3 separate regions of the Pan troglodytes genome follow, and regions 1 and 3 are each linked to region 2. The links are chromatin contacts, called in public HiChIP or PLAC-seq maps. All regions are on one chromosome and are shown on one strand. Each heading gives the region's core, a stretch centred on a gene start, on an enhancer-like site or on the middle of the called end of the contact. The rest is flanking DNA. Distances are from core to core; before and after follow the strand shown.

Evidence for each region. HiChIP or PLAC-seq counts read pairs in DNA pulled down with a chosen protein or histone mark.
Region 1: a contact with region 2 is called in an H3K4me3 HiChIP or PLAC-seq map of stem cell-derived excitatory neurons, with 2.5 times the contacts expected there. The contact joins the promoter of SLC66A3 here to the promoter of ROCK2 in region 2. A contact is called at or near these places in 1 of 7 Hi-C or Micro-C datasets (stem cell-derived neural progenitor cells) and 1 of 1 datasets of contacts at active chromatin or transcription factors (stem cell-derived excitatory neurons).
Region 3: a contact with region 2 is called in an H3K4me3 HiChIP or PLAC-seq map of stem cell-derived excitatory neurons, with 4 times the contacts expected there. The contact joins the promoter of C2AH2orf50 here to the promoter of ROCK2 in region 2. A contact is called at or near these places in 1 of 7 Hi-C or Micro-C datasets (stem cell-derived neural progenitor cells) and 1 of 1 datasets of contacts at active chromatin or transcription factors (stem cell-derived excitatory neurons).

Annotation. Positions count from the first base shown.
Region 1 is chr12:111,719,060-111,723,822 of NHGRI_mPanTro3-v2.0_pri, forward strand. SLC66A3 (solute carrier family 66 member 3) reads right to left here and starts at 2,204. Exons shown (of 6, transcript XM_009442004.4): 1 at 1,898-2,204. The coding sequence starts at 2,040.
Region 2 is chr12:111,528,927-111,533,424 of NHGRI_mPanTro3-v2.0_pri, forward strand. ROCK2 (Rho associated coiled-coil containing protein kinase 2) reads left to right here and starts at 2,406. Exons shown (of 33, transcript XM_063789312.1): 1 at 2,406-2,580.
Region 3 is chr12:111,740,684-111,745,069 of NHGRI_mPanTro3-v2.0_pri, forward strand. It overlaps C2AH2orf50 (chromosome 2A C2orf50 homolog), which reads right to left and starts at 3,112. Exons shown (of 4, transcript XM_016947175.4): 1 at 1,753-3,112. The coding sequence starts at 2,009. It also overlaps the pseudogene LOC129143205.

The DNA.
Region 1 (4,763 bases), core at 954-3,453, 190 kb after region 2:
TGGGGTTCCTTCTGCTCTAACTCCGGATCTGGTCAGGGGCCCGGGGCCCAGCTGGCAAGCATGGCCAGCCCCAGGTGGGCCTCCCAGGCAAGGCTGGGAAGGGCATGAGGGAGGCAGGCAGGGAGACAGGAGGGCCAGGAGGATGGGTCCTGACACAGCCAAGCCCATTTTACAGAAGTCTGTGTGCCTGGCCCTGGCCCTGGCTTGGAGGCTGCAGAGCTGGTGCACCAGCCCTGACAGAGCCCCCTTTACCTGCACGTGATCAACTGCAAGACCCTTAGACAGGCCAGCAGGGATGGCAGCAAGCTGCTGCCCCACCCAACCCTTGAGCTCCCATGCCCAGGAAGATCCTTCCACTGCCAGAGGTCTAGCTTTCACTAAGGTGAGCTGGGAGAGGTGACAGCTGGCAGATCTAATAGGAGCCCTCACCTGCGTATCTCTGAGGGTTTGCATTTTTCAAGCAATGCTGCAAAAGTGGTGGAAATGCAGGCCTAGGGGCTGGTGGCAGGAGGGAATCTATAGACTCTACAGACAGCCTGGCTTCTTTTCTTTCATGGGTCCAGCTTCAGCTTCCCCAGCTCAGGGACCTAGCAAGGGGCCGAGGCCAAATCCCACTCCTGGCTTTCATGCCCTTGTCCCCTCTCCCACCTGAACAGTCACCGCAGCCACTTCCAGCCTGTGTCCTTTGCCACAACCTCATCGCTCCAGCCTCTCTGCTCCCAGCCTGGTGGTGGCACCAACCTGAAACGCATGCTGCCCACCTCCCCTGGGTGCCTCTCAACCCTGCCATCCAGCCTGGGACCCCCCCCTCCCCACCCCGCAGGGTAGAGTCACTCACAAGCCTGGAAGAGGTCACAGTCCCTCCCACTGCAAGCCTTTCCCAAAAATTTCCCCTCAAAGCCCCCCATTGGATGACTGTGCCCAGGGCCGGGCTCCATAGGGCCGGCGCGGGGTCCAAAGCCTGAGTGGGACTCCTCACCCTCCCACACCTGAGGTCTCCTCTTTCTCCCCCGCACCCCTTGGCTTCTTCCCATCCTGTATGCCGCGCCCCCCACCCCGCCCACCAGGAAGGCTTGTGTGGAGAACCAGGCTTCAGACCCCACTGGGTGATGGCGGGGGGCAAAGTGGAAGGCCTGGCCAGGGGGAAGGGGCGAGACCACTAGGTTGAGGTATGTGTTTTCCTATTGTTGGGGCTCAAAAATGATACCCCAAAAGTTTGGCGCTCTGGCATGATGAATACTTTGAATAGGAAAGCCTTAGAAGCTGCCTCAGAATCAAGGACTTAACGACCTCTCCGTCACCCCTTCCCAACTGCAGAGACTCTCCAACTTCCTTACAGATGACTAAGGAAACTTCTTTCTACAAGAAATGCAATTGTCTTAAGACCCTCTCCCAAGGAATCTCGTTAAATAACCAGGAAAGATTCCCCACCAATCACCGGGAGAAGAGAAGAGATTCATACATTCTTAGTTCAACCCCTTATTTCACAGGTGAGGAAACCGAGGCCCGAGAACGAGGTTGACGGTGCGTGGTGAGTTTAGGGACAATGAATATGACAGCCTCGAGGTGCAAATGGCCTTGCTCAGGGCCAGCAGGTTTTGTCACTAGCGCACCAAGGGCTGCCTCCCCTGGGTCTGTTTTCTCATCTGTAAAATGGGCGTGCGCAGTCAATTCGTGCCACGCGGGGCTTGGTGAGAAACAATGTACGCGGGTGGCGGGTGGCCGTGGGAAGAGCACCCCGAGCCCCTAGGCTCCCTAGTTCACCCTCGGCCGCCCAGCTGCGACGCCGGCGCGCGGGGATCATCCCCGCCCTACTTCGAGCCGAGGCTCTCCTGGGCTCCCAGCGGGCAGCAGCTGCGAGGGGGCAGGAGGCAGCCCCGGCCGCCCCGGGCCTTACCCTGCCAGCTCCAGAAGTAAACTCGGAAGGCTGAGGCCCCGCGCGCTGCGCGCCGCTAGCACAGCGGAGATCTGCGGCAGCTTCAGCGCGGCGCACACACCCAGCGTGCTCCAGTTACACAGCCCCAGAAGCGCCGCCTCCATAGCGCCACGGGCGCGGGCACCTGGGCGGCCGCAGCGAGAAGGGACCGCTCAGCCTCGGCGGCGCAGCTCTGCCGAAGCCTTCCGCCTTCCCGGGATCCGCCTTCCCGGGATCCGCCTGGGACCGCCCGGCCAGGGCCCGCCCCTCCCCGCGCCGCCAGGCCCCGGGCCCGCCTCGCTCCGCCCCTCCCCTGGACGCACCCCGCCCCCGGGCCCGCCCCGCCCCTCCCGCCCGGGCCCGCCCCCGCCCCGCCCCCTGGCCAGTCTCATCTCGCCCCGCCCACGGGCCCGCCTCCCCCCGGCCCGCCTGGGCTCGCTCAGTCCTCGGACCAGCCTCATCTCGCCCCGCCCCCAGATTCGCCCCCTCCCGGTCGGCCTCACCTAGCCCAATCCCGTGGCCAACCTCGCCTCGCCCCTCCCTTCCTAGCCCCGCCCCCGGGCGACAGTCCCACCCTGGCCTGCGGGCTCCACCAGCAGCTGCTTCGCATTTCCGCGTTCTTGCGACCCGATAGTTTAGCCGCCGCCGGGAGCCGCCCTGGAGGTCCGGCTTTTCCACGGGTTGGGTGGACCGAGAGGCAAATGGCCCCGGGGGATGGGCCATTCTGCCGGGATTTTTCCCTCCCTGCAAGTGTTTTAGTTTCTCTCACTAAGCATTTCAGGAGTTAAAGCCTCCTGCTTAAGGGCTGAGTGCACTCTCCCGATTTACAGGTGGGGAACCAGCTGGAGAGACTCTCTGGAACCAGAGCCCCGGGGTCGCCTCATTCGTGCCCTTTGAGAGCACGCGGCCTGTCTCCAGCCTGGGACTGAAGGCTTCCCTCCCAGCGGCGTGGGCCCTGAGGGGCCACCGGAAGCCTTGAACTTGAGCACTTCACAGTGAAACTGTTTCTTAAGGATTTCTCCTGATAAAGTAACTTGGACGTGGCCGTCTAAGCCACAAACTGAGGGAAAGGGAAGGACGCATTTTCCAACCTCAAAATCGCCTGTGTATTAGGGCCTGGTTATGAAGCAGGCAAAAAAGCACCAAAATGCAATGCCAGAATCCACGATCCCTGGTTTTGTGCCATAAATCTCAGCCGGGAAGTGTGAGGGACGGGAGCTGGGTCAGCTTCGGAGTTCGGAATTCTGGCCGAGGCTCTTTCTCTCCAGCCTCACCGGCCCATCACCTCCGCCTATGGAAAAAAAAAAAAAAAAACAGGTGCTGAGTCCTGCCTCCCAAGTCTAAATGAGAAAAGGATGTTCAGAAGGGAACCCTTAAAGGAAACGGCTTGGACCTGCCCTGGCTAGATCGATACTGATCATTATTGCCCCCGCGAAGCGGGAAGATTGCTTGAGGCCAGGAGTTCAAGACCAGCCTGAGCAACATAGGGAAACCCCCGCCTCTACTAAAAATACAAAAATTAGCCGAGCGTGGTGGCGCGTGCCTGTGGTCCCAGCTACTTGGGAGGCCGAGACAGGAGGATGGCTTAAACCCAGGAGGCGGAGGTTGCAGTGAGTTGAGATCGCGCCACTTCACTCTAGCCTGGGAGACAGAGCAAGACCCTGTCTCAAAAATAAATAATATATATATAAATTTTTTGAAGAAGAAAATAGAGAAGAGCTTTTTTTTTTTTTTTTTTTTTGAGACGGAGTTTCACTCTTGTCGCCCAGGCTGGAGTGCAGTGGCACGATCTCTGCTCACTGCAACCTCCGCCTCCGGGGTTCAAGTGATTCTCCTGCCTCTGCCTCCCAAGTAGCTGGAATTACAGGCATGTGCCACCACTCCCGGCTAATTTTTGTATTGTTAGTAGAGACAGGGTTTCGAACTCCTGACCTCAGGTGATCCACCCGCCTTGGCCTCCCAAAGTGCTGGGATTACAGGCATGAGCCACCGCGCCCAGCGTAAAGAGCTTTTTAACAAGCATCAGCAGCAATGACTATAGGAACATCTAGAACCTGTTGAGTGCCTCCTGCGTGCCAGGTGTTTTACTTTAATCATGCCATGTGGTAGGTCCCTTGATGCAAGGAGGTGGTCCTGGTTGGAAGTGCCTGGTTCCCGCCACATGACAGTGGAATCCCCCTCCCTCCTCTTCCCCTTCTGCCCCAGCCTTTATTCCAGGGGTTGGCCAGGATCTGGGCCCCCAGGACTAGCCTTAGGAGGGAACTGCTCCCACCTGGGGTCAGCCTGCGCTAGCACTTGGGGATGCAGGCAGCATGAGGGGCCTTTGAGAGGTATGAGTGCTCCCAGGACCACGCAGGGAGTGGCCTCCTGCATTGTGGAACAAATGCTGCTCCTGGCCCAGGACACTGCAGCCGCCTCCTCTAGGGGTCAGCTGGGTGAGGCAGGGCTGTGGAAGAGGTTTCTTCCTGGCTCCTAGACCCCTCCCTGGCTACTTTGCATGAAGACCAGGATGCAGTGATGTGGGTGTGTGGCCCTTTGGGGTTAGGCAGACCTCAGCTGTCCTCCTAGCATTGGCCCCTACAGACTGCATGATCTTGGACAGACCTTAACTTCCCTGTTCCTCAGCGTCATTTTTAAAAGGGGAGAACCATCCCCCTCAGAAGGTTATTGAGAGGCACAGAATAGGTGCTCAACGTATATGGTCATTCCCCACCAGGTGCAAACTAGCAAAACCTTTTTGGGATTTGTGGGCACTGGCTTTGCTCCTGAAGCTGTGTGGGGATGGGGGCGGACCTAGGTTGGAGCCAGGTTTGGGCCATGCAGGAAGGCGTTTGGGTCTCAGCCCCCA
Region 2 (4,498 bases), core at 1,156-3,655:
AAGGGACATGGGCAGTTTCTTCTACTCACGCTGAGAATGTAAACGGGTAGCATCTTTTTAAAGGCCAGGTTGAGGCCCGGCTCTGTGACTCACCCCTGTAATCCCAGCACTTTGGGAGGCTGAGGTGAGTGGATCGCTTGAGCTCAGGACTTAGAGAACAGCCTGGGCAACAAGGCAAAATCCTGTCTCTACAAAAAAATACAAAAATTAGCCAGGCATGGTGTTGTGTGCTTGCAGTTCCAGCTACTCAGGAGGCTGAAGTGGGAGGACTGCTGGAGCCCTAGAGGTGGAGATTGCAGTGAGCCAAGATCTCTCGTGCCACTGCACTCCAGCCTGAAGGACAGAATGCAAACCTGCCTCCAATAAATAAATAAATAACAGGTTGGCAGCATCTGTATTTACAGTATGCCTACCCTTTGTTATGACAATTCCACTTTTAGTAATCTATACTATTCAAATATGAGGATACAAGGATGTCAATGGATCATTTTAACAGTGAGAAAATATTAATAATATCTAGCATTGATTGAGGGCCAGCACATTTCTAAGCACTTTATAACAAATATTGTGAGGACCCCGAGACACAGAGGAGTTAGGTAACTTGCTCAGGGTCACATGGCAAGTGTGTGTTTGGGGCAGGATTTTGGCAATTGTTTCTTAACCACTATGCTCTCGAATAGAGAATAATTACAGTGTGGCACATCCAAACTGAGGAGTAGAGGACAGCAGGTAAGCGGAATGAAGCAGATCTCTGCCTATAGACATGGACACGCCTCTAGGACATATTAGTAATGGAGGGAAAAAACCAAGTTGCCAAACACCATGATATGGTATAATTTCATGTCTGTGGGGAAAAGGTAACATGTATCTATAATACATATGTATGAGAATGGCCAAAGGCCTTGAGTGATATAAGAATGTATGTGGAAATATAGTCAGAACAGTAAATTTTAGATTACGTTCCATATATTTCTGGTTCGTTTGAACTTTTACAAGAATGCATTTGTGCATTACTTTTGAAAACAAGAATTGTTGTACTAACCTCCTCCTTACCCCATCCTGCAAAAAGGTTTAACTCATATCAACAGATTCATTTTCTCTTCTTCCAGGTAGACAATGGGATAGGTCTTGGGTAAAAATCTTCTGTACTATGGCTTTTTCTGGTCTATATAAATAAGTATATGTAGAAGATGCCCAGGATATATATCTTGTTGATCACTACTCTTAAAATAAGGTTTTCATGTTCGGTATTTGGACCATGGCTTCCTGTTATTCCACCAAGCTACATACAAATATACAACCAGTCAAAATTAATTTGGAAACTGAGAACCACAGTGTTTTGTTTTGTTTTTTTTTGAGACAATCTCACTCTGTTGCCCAGGCTGGAGTGCAGCGGTGTGATCACAGCTCACTGCAGGCTTGGCCTCCTGGGCTCAATGGAGGAGGCCTCCAACTCAGCCTCAGGGGGAGCTGGGACTACAGGCACAGGCCACCACGCCCCGCTAGACAGAGTGCTCCTTTTGCCTTGCATATTATTTTGTCATCAGAAAAATAATCCATAATCATAGATTATCTCATTATTTTGCTCCAATGCATAAGTGGGAGTGTCTAGCTCCCTCTGTTCTCCTGGTGGCCTCTGTGGAGGTCTGAATGAGTAGCTCAATACACAGACTTAAAGGACTCTCTGGATGTGAAGTCAGTGTTACTATCTGAAAGGGAAAAGCTGCATTGGATGGATCATCGGGGCCTCTTCCTGCATGAGTCCAGCTAGGGGTGGTTTTAACTAACCTAAAACCAAAGAAGAGGCTCCAACTAATCCAATGGTTTGGATCAAAATGCAACTTTTACAGGGCTGGGGCTTCACCCTATCTTCGGGTTTATCTCTGACATGCCAGGGAGACAGTTCTTAACATTCTTATTACTTAATGGATATCAGATTGTTGCTTTTCGGAGTGGTTTTTCCATTTTTTGAAATTTAATTTGTTCTTAAGCATCTTTACAGAAAAAAATCCCATTTATTTAAGAAGTACTGTATTCTCTGGTTCTTATAGCTGCTCATTTTACATAGTTTTAGTGTGTACAAACGATTTTTTTTGTTTCATTTATTTCTAATATACCTTCTCATGTACTTGCCAAAATTTCATGTTTGACACTGTCTGCATACCTGCCAGGATTCTTGCTGTTAATGTGAAGGCGCCTGTTTGGGTTACTCAGTTGTTGGACAACTGGGCCCATTCCCAGGTTTTGGTCATCACGAACATTGTGAATAGCCCTGCTGTTAACATCTTTCTGCAAGTTCTCCCCCTTCTTCGCCCTTTGGATCATTTCCTTGGAAATGTACTTCCTTAAATGGGTTTACTGGGTCAAAGGGGCTCTATGAACGGTTTTATAGCTCTTGGCACATAATTTTCGGATTGCGCCCTGGGCGGATCTAAGCGATGGCACCGGCCGCCGAGAGGGCAGGAATGCGGCGGAACGGCCCCGATAACCACCCCCCTTCCGCCCCCCAAAAGGAGAAGACCCCGCGAAGGCCTGCGGCTGGAAAGCCTTTTTCCGGTGCTCTCTCGTTCTCTTGACGTGGTTAGTGTCTACGCCGGGCAGAAACGCTTTCAGGATCCCAGGCCCTCCTGCCCCAGGACTAGGATTCCAGCCGCCTCCGCTAATTCGGAATCCCAGACACCCAGGGCCCCCTCTCAGGCTCGCCTCGAAACCCCCGGCCCTGCGGCCCCTCGCGGGCGCCGAGCTCGGTCGCTATTATTTGGGCGCGGGTGAGGCGAGGCCCGCATAGCTGCGCGCTGAGTCAGCGGGGGCCGCGGCGGGGGGCGCGGCCGGGCTCCCCCCCAGCGCACGGTGCGCTGGGCCCGGAGTCTGGGGTTCCGCCTCGTGGCCGCGGGGTAGTCCGCGGGGTCCGGCGGGAGGGGCAGGGGGCGCGCGGAAGGACCCGGCCCGGGTGCGTCTCCCCTCCCCCAGCAGGAGCTCGGCCGTGACCGCGCGCCCGGCCATTCGCCTCAGAGAACCTCGCCAAGGGGAGGAGGCGAGGGCGGGCGAGGAAGGGGCGCAGAGGAGAAAGCGGAGCGGGACAGACGCAGGAAGGGAAAGAAAGGGAGGAAGCGCGGTGCGCGGGGCGGGGCGGGGCGGAGCGGAGCGCGCGCAGGGCCGGCGGGGACGCGCGCCGGCGGCTGCGGGCGGAGGGGCTTGTGGGTAGCGGCGGCGCGCGGCCGGAGACGGGCGGCCGCGCGGGAGTGTGTGCGCCGGGAGCTGGCTCGGGGACTGCAAGGCGGCCGGCGGCGACCATGGCAGCGGGCCGGCGGCGGCCGTAGTGGCCCAGGCCTGGGCTTCAGCCTCCCGGGGCCCCAGAGGGCGGGGCGGTCCGGGCCGCGGCGGTGGCGGCGCCACTTCCCTGCTCCCGCCCGAGGACTCCTGCGGGCACTCGCTGAGGACCAGCGGACCGGCGGCGCGAATCTGACTGAGGGGCGGGGACGCCGTCTGTTCCCCGCCGCTCCCGGCAGGGCCGGGCCGGGCTGGGCCGGGCGGGCCCCTGGGAGCAGCCCCCAGGCGGGGGACCGCCTTGGAGACCCGAAGCCGGAGCTAGAGGCAGGCGGTGGGCCCGGGTGGAGTCCCGGCCGAAGCTGGTGGTTCGGGGGCGGTGCTAGGCCCCGAGGCTGCCGAACCTGAGCGCGAGGAGCCTGAGTGCGGGTCCAGCGGTGGCGGCATGAGCCGGCCCCCGCCGACGGGGAAAATGCCCGGCGCCCCCGAGACCGCGCCGGGGGACGGGGCAGGCGCGAGCCGCCAGAGGAAGCTGGAGGCGCTGATCCGAGACCCTCGCTCCCCCATCAACGTGGAGAGCTTGCTGGTAGGTGGCCGGGGCCTGGGAGCTTGCTCGTTGCAGCTCACACCTCAGATCCCCTCTCCGCCCAGCCCTCCGTGCCCGTCCGCCCGTGGGGAGGGGGAGGTCTTGCCCCACCCCGCCCTGCTTCCGGCAGCCGGGGCCGGAGACCAAAAGATTCTGTCACCGAGTTCCAAGAGTAGTGACCCGCCTTTGATTCCTCCCTCTACCTCCTGCTGGAGCCGGTGTCATCCCCGGCTGCTCCTTTCTTGCAGCACTGGGAGGAAAACACCCCTCTTCTCCTTCCGCCTGCCCACTCTGGGGAGGTGGGTGGAGGACTGGCCATCCTTCATACACCAGGTTAGCTGATTTGAAAGTGTCATGCTACGTGGGGACTTGGTGCGAGCGAGGGAGAAAGAAACCTGATGCTGTCCCTGTTGCGAGTACTCACTGGGGTACATGACAAAGAGCTGCCTTCACTCTCTCCTTTTAGTCTGAAATCTTGGAACACACAGCTAAAGTTTTGCTGTTTTCACTTGCGTTTGAGCATTCCATACTTGCTATTTAGTGCATTTTAATTGCTGTAAATTTAATTCCCTGAGATTATTGCGCCAGAGCCAAAATATCAGTCTGAATTGTGGAGTGGAATAAATCTCTCCTCTTCATTGCGTC
Region 3 (4,386 bases), core at 1,862-4,361, 210 kb after region 2:
AGCGTGTGGAGAAACTGAAATGCTGAGATACTGTTGATGGGAATGCGAAATGGTGCCACTGCTATGCAAAAGACAATGGAGGTTCCTCAAAAAATTACAAATAGAGGTACCGTATAATCCTGCAATCCCTCCGATATGGTTTGAATGTTTGTTCTCTCCAAATCTCATACTGAAATGTGATCCCTAGTGTTGAAGGTAGGGCCTAGTGGGAGGTGTTGGGTCACGAATGGCTTGGTGCCATCCTTGCGGTAATCAATGAGCTCTTGCTCTATTAGTTCACAGGAGAGAGCTGGTTGTTAAAAAGAACCTGACACCTCCTCTCTCTCTGTCTCTTGGTCCCTCTTACCATGTGACATGCCTGCTCCTCTTTCACCTTCTGCCATTATTGTAAGATTCCTGAGGCCCTTACCAGAAGCCAAGTGGATTCCAGGACTATGCTCGTACAGCCTGCAGAACTGTGAGCCAAATAAACCTCTTTATAAATTACCCAGCCTCAGGTGTTCCTTGACAGCAATGCAAAATGGACTAAGATATCCATTTTTGAGAATTTCTCCAAAAGAACTGAAATCACTCCCATGTCCATTGTAGCACTACACATAATAGTCAAATGTGGAAGCAACCTAAAAGTCCATTGACAAACGAATAAAGAAACTGCACACATATATACATTCACCCTTAAAATGGGAGGAAATTCTGCGATATGCGACAAGATGGATGAACCTGGAGGACAGGATGCTAAGCTAACAAGACAGAAATGGAAAGTCAAATATTGCACAATTCCACTTCTATGAGGCACTGAAAATAGACTCCTGGAAGCAAAGACTAGAATGGTGGGTGCCAGAGGCTGGGAGGAGGGGGAATGGGGCGTTGCTAATCAACGGGTATGAAGTTTCAGTGGTGCAAGATGAATGCATCCTAGAATCTATCAGGCTGCTCACTTAAAAATGTAATTGAGATCATGCCATGTTCCCGCTTAAAATCCTGGATGGTGTCTCCTTTGGAAAAAATGCATCCAGACTTTCATAAGGGCTGGGGTGGCCCCCGCTGCTCCCCCTCATCCTGTGGCCTTCCTCACTCCCTGTGCCTCAGCTACACCAATTCTTTGTTTTGTTTTTTAGATACATCAAACTCTTGGCTCCTTCTCCTATTTCATGTCTCAGCTTAAATGTCTCCTCCTCAGAGAGGCCTTCGGCCGGCTCTGCCCCCGACCCTGAACTGTTTCCTTCTTACCGCTGGTCACACTTCATACAGATTTGTACTTTTTTGCTTCTCTGCTTGCTTTTTGGCTGCCCTGTCCTGAGTATGAAGGCTCGGTGGAGCCATGGCCAGGTCTGTCTAGTCCCTTGTTGCAGTCTGGTCTCGTTTCAGAGCGGCTCATGGGTATTTTTGGTTGAATGAATGCATGAAGGAGCATCCTTTCCCCGAGTCAGGTCAGACGGCCAGCTCCTCTCACCCAGACTAGGCCAGCAGGCTCCAGCTCAAGGGATTACCGGCCGCGTTGCAGTCGGAATGAACGAGGTGGGGCTGCTCTGACCCAGCGGCATCTGGTCCTGGCTTCCATCTTCCTCGCTTCTTAGGCTCAGGCTCGGGTCTGGCTCTGGGCTGGGCTGGTGACCCACCTTCCCCCGGGCATGCCATGCCCTCTGTCCCTCAGCCGGATCATTTGCTCTCCCATCTCCCTTTCTCCAAAACCTTCCCCAACTTGTAGTCAGGCTGCGGAGTCAGGGTGGAAAAGGGAGGGCAGGGACTCACCAGCGCTGCTGGCCCCGCCGCTCGGCCTCCAGGAGCTCCCGCCACAGCTGGTCCTGCTGCACGCCATCGCAGGCAGCTCCCTGAGCCACCCGCTGCGCCTTCAGAGCCTGGGGGGCCTGGCAGCCACCAGCAAGACCCCTGCTGGCCATAGGGCCACCCCGGGCAGCTGGGGAGACCGAGGCTGGCGGCCTGGTGGGGGGCAATCGGTACCCAGCTGATGTGGTTCTCTGGAGCCCAGGGGTGGGGTGGCTCCCCATGGGTGCAAGTGTGTGTGTGCTTGTGTCAGAGAGCAAGAGAGAGAGACCTGTGCCTGAGCTCAGCTCAAACCTCCTCCTGGAACACTCTGTCCCTCCTAACCCCGGGAGAGCCTGGGCAGGGTCCTCCTCACTGTCCCTTTAGGCCTCGAGCTCAGAGTGGCGGATGGGGACAGGGCTCTCCGGGCTGGGGAGAGCATTTGAGCCCAGTTTCGTTTTGAACTCCCGCCTGTGTTGACTGTTGTCCTGGAAACGGACAGCTCCTAGGAAAGGGGCGGGCCCCGTGTGTGTGTGTGTGTGTGTGTGTGTGTGTGTGTGTGTGTGTGTGATCTGAGCCCTAGGGCTGGGGGGCAGAGAGTTCCTGACTAGATGCCACGCCCAGTTCAGCAGCCCCCTACCCCAAGGCCGGAGTCCTCCGCACAGGGTGGGGGAGTGGGAGGGAGCAAAGCTGGGGCTCCTGGGGGCCACCCCCACCATTATTGCACTTGCTTCCGGCAGCCCGTCAGGCCGTGGGGCGATGTTAGTCCTGTGCTGCCCCCTCGTGGATGCTGCGAGGCTCGCAAGAGATGGTGGCCCTGAAGGCGCTTTGGGAATTGTGGATCAGGCATCAGTGTGAAGCTTCCTGCTTGTTTGGGAACGATGGCGGAGGTCATGAGCTTATGTTGGGCGAGGGAAAATGAGTGCAATGCACTAGGAACATCCACTCTGTCTGCAAACCCAGAGCGTTCACACAGCACTCTGCTTTATCTGAGACCTCCCAGCCATGCCTTTCCAACGCCATTCTACAGATGAGGAAACTGAGGCCCTTACCGGCAAGATTAGGTGACCGCCCACGGTCACACAGTCAGTCACCAGCTGAAAGGAACAGTGAGAATCTGAGGGCTTATGGTCCGAGCCCTCAGCCCTGTTTCTGCTCTAACTGGGTGCAACCAGGCTCCCTCCGTGGCAGCCTCTCCTGGTCTGGCTCAGCTGAGCTCCATGGACGCCCGCTGCTCTCATCACTTCTGCCTCCTGCACTCTCTGCTTCCGGTTCTCTGGGTTTCGTGCTGTTCCGGTAGGTGCTGGCAGATTCACAGTTCCTTCCACGCAGCTTCTCTGTGGGTCCATTCAGCTGGCCCGCTGCTTCCTATCTTTGTACGGGAAGAGCTAAGTGCATACAAAGCCCTGATGAATAGAGGCCTGCGCAGAGTGCCTGGGGTGCAAGGCAGCAGGGCAGCCAGTGAACCACTGAGTTCGCACTGTGGCCAGTCCTGTGTGCCCCTGCTGGATTCTACTTCTATGAGGGAGGCAGCAAGGAGTTGGGACTTCACAGGTGAAAGGACTTGCCAGGTAGAAAAACTGGGGTGACCACAAAAGCTTGGATGCAAGAGAGAGCCTGGTATTTTGGGAGATGTGGGGGAGGAGACAAGGACGGGGGTGGCAGGGCACATGGGGGCAGGCCCCGGAGTATTTTCCACGGTATCCTGCACCCAGTGGGGAGATACCGATGGGCTGTGAGCCCCAAGGGAGCTGCAGGGAACAGAACCATCAGGACAGGGGCAAAAAACAGGTGAGGTCGCCATTGCCATGGCGTGGTGTGGGTGAGCAGTGGCAACGAAGCCCCTACTGGGCTCGGGCGGAGGGCTGGCATGGAGAAGACAGGGCTGAGAGCCAGGTCAGAAAGAGCTGCCAGCTTCGTCTTCCCACACTTGCATGAGGACGGAGCTGAGGGATGGGGCCTTTTGGAAAAACATTAGTCTAAAATCAGAGCTGCAGGCCTGGGACTCTGTCTCTCCTCTGTTCCTCCCCTCGGAGCTGGGATGACACAGGGTGGCATCTAGTGACTTAAATTTTCCTGGTAAAGATGAGCACAGCAGGAGTGCGGCGGGGTGGGCCGCTGTGAGCTAGGACCCTGGGTCAGGCTTTTCTGAGTGCTGTTTTCGTGGAGGTGTCTGTGCTCCCTGCACTGGGACGACAGGTTCCTGCCATGCCCAAGGAACAGTGGTTCTGGCTTCCCTGAACCCCCAGAAGGCATCCCGTGAGTGTCTTTAGAGAGGACGGTGTGTCCTGGAGGGTCCTTGCTGTGTGTCCTGGGAGGCTTTGTCAGGCTGACCGCAGGCTGTGGCGCTGAGCAGCTGGGAACAGCCATGCAGTTTGCTCAGATACCTCCAGCCCTGGCCACAGGCTCCAGACACAGGGACCAGGGCAAAAAAGGCCAGCAAGGGCATCTGTGACAAACCATCACAACTGATTGAGTTCCTGATGTATGTAGAGGCTGAATAGTTCAACGGATTTTTTTTTTTTTGAGACGGAGTCTCACTCTGTTGCTGGGGCTGGAGTGCAGTGGTATGATCTTGGCTCACTGCAACCTCTGCCTCCCAGGTTCAAGCGATTCTCCTGC